2 separate regions of the Oryctolagus cuniculus genome follow, and region 1 is linked to region 2. A link is a contact called in public Micro-C data. All regions are on one chromosome and are shown on one strand. Each heading gives the region's core, a stretch centred on a gene start, on an enhancer-like site or on the middle of the called end of the contact. The rest is flanking DNA. Distances are from core to core; before and after follow the strand shown. Region 1 overlaps LOC138850181 (a long non-coding RNA gene). Region 2 holds the start of ADRB2 (adrenoceptor beta 2).

Region 1 (2,700 bases), core at 49-2,548, 130 kb after region 2:
AGCCAGGGACAGATTGTTCCCATTAGTAATAATACTAATAGCAGTGCCGGAGCCTATGAGCTGTAGGTAGTGTCTCCAGAAGTGTAGGATGCCAGCAGTTCTAGGCCGTCCTGCTTGTTCCCCCTTGGATATGGCGTGCAAGGGAAAAATAAAAGGAAGCCAACTGCCTCATGGCCCTGACTATGGAAACTGACATTGTATGACCTCATAGTAACCCAGGGCTGGAGAACAGCCGGGCCCCAACTTCCCCTCTCATCTGGGTAGGTTATAAATAAAGCCTGGAGGGAGAGAAAATGAGGCTGGTTTAAGAACACGAGAGTTTCTCTAAGAGTAGAAAACTTTTGTTGAGAAAGCACTCGCGTGGGCCATTTGGTAGTGAAAAGTCAGCCCTGGCCATGGTCTGGATAAAGAATCAGCAAATTCTTTCTATAAAGGACCAGAGAGTAAACATTTTAGGATTTTCAGGCAATATGTTCTCTACCACAACTACTCTGCCCTGTGCAGTGCATGTAAAAGCAGCCAGTCTGTCAACAGATACGTGTGACTGTGTTTCAATAAAACTTTATTTATACAGGCAGGTGACCTACTGCATTGGACCCACAGGTGGTAGATTGCCAGCTCCTGTTCTACATGGCAAGTTACATAGGACAACCACCTGAGTCCATGCAGATGATATAAAGCAGTAAAGCTGACTGAGTTGGGGCTGCAGCATGTGGAGAACGGATGACTTATGGCAAGCATACAGCTACGGAAACCAATTTCTCAAGAAAGCCAGAAATTCAGATATCTATGGCACCTTCTAATTTTTAAATGTAGGCAGCCAATTCAAAGTTTTAAGCTTGCTGCCAACCAAACTTAATAAAACTTCTATGGGTCAGCACAGCCTAGGGGCAGCCAGGGTGTGACCTCTGGCCTAGATCAACCTTCCTGTGCAACATGCTATGACAACCAAGTGCACATGACGCATCTGAGTGACACGATCCAGGAAACTTAGCACACAGCCAGTCTGACCTATTGCTAATGGAATGCATAGTTGCCACGTCCTGCCTGGAGGCTGGGCACACGTGGGAGGCCTTTGACATAAACAACTGTGCTAGCCTCATGTACATGGCCACACCACTTCCGGGCCAACGGTGCGTTACAGTGGTTCTCTACCTGCCTCGCCGGGGCTCTGTTTTCTGTAAGCAGCTGTGCTCTGGATGTCAGGTGCTGAATAACATTCCTCGTGCAGACCTCTCCGACATACCTCGGAGGGCAATGAGGTCCTGTGCAGAAAGTTACTTTGCCAACAATCAAACCATGTAGATATTAACTTGACCAGTCCCTGGTTTCCCCAGACCCCAACACTAACTCAAAGTGTCCATCAGTGATGATACTCTTTAAAGAGAAGCCAGAAACTCCAGCAGCTCACCAAGCAGGACAGGCACAAAGCAGAAAGCCTCCCAGCCAGCTTTCCCCCTCGTACTTAAGCTGTGTCCAGTTCAGCTCTGAGGAATCCTGGCACCACAACGGCAGACAACTCAGCCTGGTATGTCCTGTCCTTTGCTGTCTCGAAGCTGGTGTCCTCACCTGTTCCTTGACTTCTCTGCCCCTCCCACCAGTTCCCGTAACGTGACAGCATCCTGAGCATCTGCCTGGGGCTGCCGTCTCTCTGGGCTCTGCTCTCCGTCTCCCTGTCTTCTGTCCTGTTGTTTGCTGCATCCCCACTTAGAGGATACACAACCACGCCCTTTCTGATCTCAGGGTGTGCCCTACCTTCAGTCCCTCAGCTCTGCTGGGACCTCCAGCATCTCGCTCCAGCCCACACCACACATGGCCTCCCTCTTGTGGGCCAGTTTGTTGTCTGTTCCTCTTGCCAAGGACTCGAAGCCACTTTAGTCACTTGCTGGTGTAGAACTTCTACCTGGGGGCCGCCTGCTGTGCCACAAAGAGTACCCGAAGGTCACAAAAACCACCCTGTGGATCCCTTCAGCCACACTTGGGAGAGGAAGAAAGGGTATGTGGGGGGTGGGGTGTGTGTGTGAGAACCAGCGAGAGAGCAACTTGAGCCCTCTGCCACAGATGTTCATTATCCTCTTGTCCACAGCATCCAGTTCATTTAAGATTAGGTGCTGGGCCCACCCTTTCCCAATGGTCCCTCAAGTCCTGTGATTCTTCAGCTCTGTCTCAGGAACCCAGGTGGGAGGTTTAAGTGGGTGGGGGTGCAGCAGATCAAGGGTGACTCAAGCAAGCAGCCCCATCGTATCTGTTTTGGGCATCACAGTCCTGCATAAAACTATGTTTCGAAAAAAAAAAATGATTCCGTTGCCTAAAAGATAAACTTTTGAAAACTGCAATGCCAACCTCTGGGACTAGGTACAGACAGAAGATGGGTGCACACACTGAAAAAACCTATGGGAAGGCTGAAAAGAGAAGCAATTTCCTTGGTGAAGGGCAATTTGGGAGACACTGGGCTAAATTTTTGTTCATAATAAACAGCTTTATTGAGTCTAATGTTGGAAAGGTCCACATAACTTGAATGATGGCCTTTGCCATCAAGGAAGTAAGCGCTACTTTTCAGCCGCATAAATATGACTGTGTGCTTCTTCTCACCTCGTGGAGATATGGGGGCACATTCTGAGTCTCTCTCTGTGAAAGGAGATAGGGAAGCATTTCCCGAAGCACCGAGTGAGCCGCTCCTGGCGCATCCAGAGCACTCTC
Region 2 (2,700 bases), core at 21-2,520:
TTAGTTTCAAGGCTTGGTTTGACTTTTTTTTTGGAAAAATCATCTTTCCACAGTTTCAAAACATTCTTAAAGTTAGTACAGTCATAATGTTACAAACTGTATGAAATGTCCATTCTTGTAAATCAGAGGCAACCAACCAAGGCAACTTCATATGGTTCAATCCAACAGATACAAATTATCTAGCCTCTGAAAAGATTGCTTTTTCTGCAGTTGCCATGGGGTTATCAAAGACATTACGTTTGAAAGGAAATCTGTTTCATTTTCAGTGCATCTCCATTCCAACAGATGACAGAAGGGGGGCTGCTACACTCTCAACAATCAGCAACAAAACCACGCAACTTTCTTCGCCATCACAAGCTAGGTCCATACACAGCCAAGCTGCAGTGAAACGCAGAGTAAAACCTTCCCAACTCTCCGCCTTCCCGAGGAGAGCATTCAAAGTAACTGACAGGGACCGTGCTGAGGGAATCGGCAGCTGTTTAAGTCATCTCCTGTGATCTTGCCAAATGTTTGAAAGGGTGACGGGGTGGGGAGAGGTGGAGCACGGGGGTGTGTGGCAATTGAGGGCTTGAGCCAGAAGAGCTGTGGGTACCCGCACAGGGTCGCGTGCCTCTGTGGCTCTGTGCGCTCCCAAGTCCCAGCGCGCACGCACCTCTATGTGCGTAGAGTGTGTTTACTTCTTTCCGTGTGCCTGTCCGTGCCTTTGTGCCCTTGGCTGCTTCTATGTCTGACTCTGACCGCGTGTGAGCCGTGACTGCCGGCAACAGTGCTTGTGGGTTGCGTGTGAGCGCGCGCGAGGCTTGTTGGTGCGCTGGGTGGGTGTGTGAGCGCGCGCGAGAGGCATGTTGGTGCGCTGGGTGGGTGTGTCGTGTCTCCCTGAGTTCCAGATAAGTCTGAGCATGTCCGTAGGGGTGCATCGTGCTTGTATGTACAAGTTCTGATGGCACTCTGGTCCCTGTTTCCAAATGTCGCGAGCGCCATTATGCGCACAAGCGCCCAGGGCAGACAGGTAGCAGCCGGAGGGAGAGGAGCTCAGTTCGCTGGTTCGCTGCTGAGCCCGCAGCCCCCGCTTTAGCACTCAGGAGCCAGCCCGGGAGTGGTGGCCCGCCTGCCACCCGGGCCAGCCCCAGGAGAGGGCGGGCAAGGGGAGGGAAGCGAAGGGGAGAGGTGCCTCGCCCCTTCGGGGCTGCGGGCACGCCATTGGCCGAAAGTTGCCTCACGTCACTGGGAGGCAGTGGCCCCGAAGTCCTGAGCACATAACGGGCAGAACGCACTCTGAGGCGGCTTCTCTGAAGTGCAGGCTGGAGCTGGCGGGCACGGAGGGCTCAGAGCAACCCACAAGCCGAGTGCGCCGGACGTGACCCACGCGACCCTCCGCATCCAACTACGGCCGCTGAATGAAGCTTCCAGGAGTCCGCTCGCGGTCCGCAGCGCCCCTCCGGAGGTGCGCACGCTGAGGCGGGGCCACTGTGCCGCCAGCCGCCCCCGGGCGCTCACCTGCCCGCCTGCGAGCCATGGGGCAACCCGGGAACGGCAGCGATTTCTTGCTAGCGCCCAATGGAAGTCACGCGCCGGACCACGACATCTCGCAGGAAACAGACGAGGCGTGGGTGGTGGGTCTGGCCATCGTCATGTCTCTGATTGTTCTGGCCATCGTGTTTGGCAACGTTCTGGTTATCACAGCCATTGCCAAGTTTGAACGTCTACAGACGGTCACAAATTACTTCATCACCTCACTGGCGTGTGCTGACCTGGTTATGGGTTTAGCGGTGGTACCCTTTGGGGCGAGCCACATTCTCATGAAAATGTGGACTTTTGGTAACTTCTGGTGCGAGTTTTGGACTTCCATTGATGTGCTGTGCGTCACTGCCAGCATTGAGACCCTGTGCGTGATCGCAGTGGATCGCTATTTCGCCATCACCTCACCCTTCAAGTACCAAAGCCTGCTGACCAAGAATAAGGCGCGCGTGGTCATTCTGATGGTGTGGATCGTGTCGGGCCTTACCTCCTTTCTGCCCATCCAGATGCACTGGTACAGGGCCACCCATCAGGAAGCCATCAACTGCTACGCCAAGGAGACCTGCTGTGACTTCTTCACGAACCAAGCCTATGCCATTGCCTCCTCCATCGTGTCGTTCTACTTGCCCCTGGTGGTCATGGTCTTCGTCTACTCCAGGGTCTTCCAGGTGGCCAAAAAGCAGCTCCAGAAGATTGACAAATCAGAGGGCCGGTTCCATGCCCAAAACCTCAGCCAGGTGGAGCAGGATGGGCGAAGCGGGCATGGACATGGACTTCGCAGGTCCTCCAAGTTCTGCTTGAAGGAACACAAAGCCCTCAAGACGTTAGGCATCATCATGGGCACATTCACCCTCTGCTGGCTGCCCTTCTTCATCGTCAACATCGTGCACGTGATCCAGGACAACCTCATCCCGAAGGAAGTTTACATCCTCCTCAACTGGGTGGGCTATGTCAACTCTGCTTTCAACCCGCTCATCTACTGCCGGAGCCCAGACTTCAGGATTGCCTTCCAGGAGCTTCTGTGCTTGCGCAGGTCTTCTTTGAAGGCCTACGGGAATGGCTACTCCAGCAACAGCACTGGCAAAACTGAGTACACAGGGGAGCAGAGTAGCTATCACCTGGAGCAAGAGAAAGAAAGCGAGCTGCTGTGTGAGGACCCCCCGGGCATGGAAGACTTTGTGA

The links. A called contact is a pair of places that touch in the nucleus more often than the background predicts.
Region 1: a Micro-C map of ear pinna shows a contact between it and region 2, with 2.9 times the contacts expected there. The contact joins the enhancer-like site here to the promoter of ADRB2 in region 2. A contact is called at or near these places in 3 of 6 Hi-C or Micro-C datasets (ear pinna, psoas muscle and an unstated tissue).

What each region holds. Positions count from the first base shown.
Region 1 is chr6:36,357,848-36,360,547 of mOryCun1.1, forward strand. All of the region lies in intron 1 of LOC138850181 (a long non-coding RNA gene), which reads left to right. Among named protein-coding and RNA genes, the nearest start is that of SH3TC2, 110 kb to the right of the region's middle. Within about 2 kb of position 1,299, at least 2 of the 8 cell types and tissues checked have an H3K27ac peak or open chromatin away from gene starts, as enhancers often do. A contact at or near this core is called in ear pinna, where this site is marked.
Region 2 is chr6:36,224,003-36,226,702 of mOryCun1.1, forward strand. ADRB2 (adrenoceptor beta 2) reads left to right here and starts at 1,271. Exons shown (of 5, transcript XR_011389806.1): 1 at 1,271-2,700.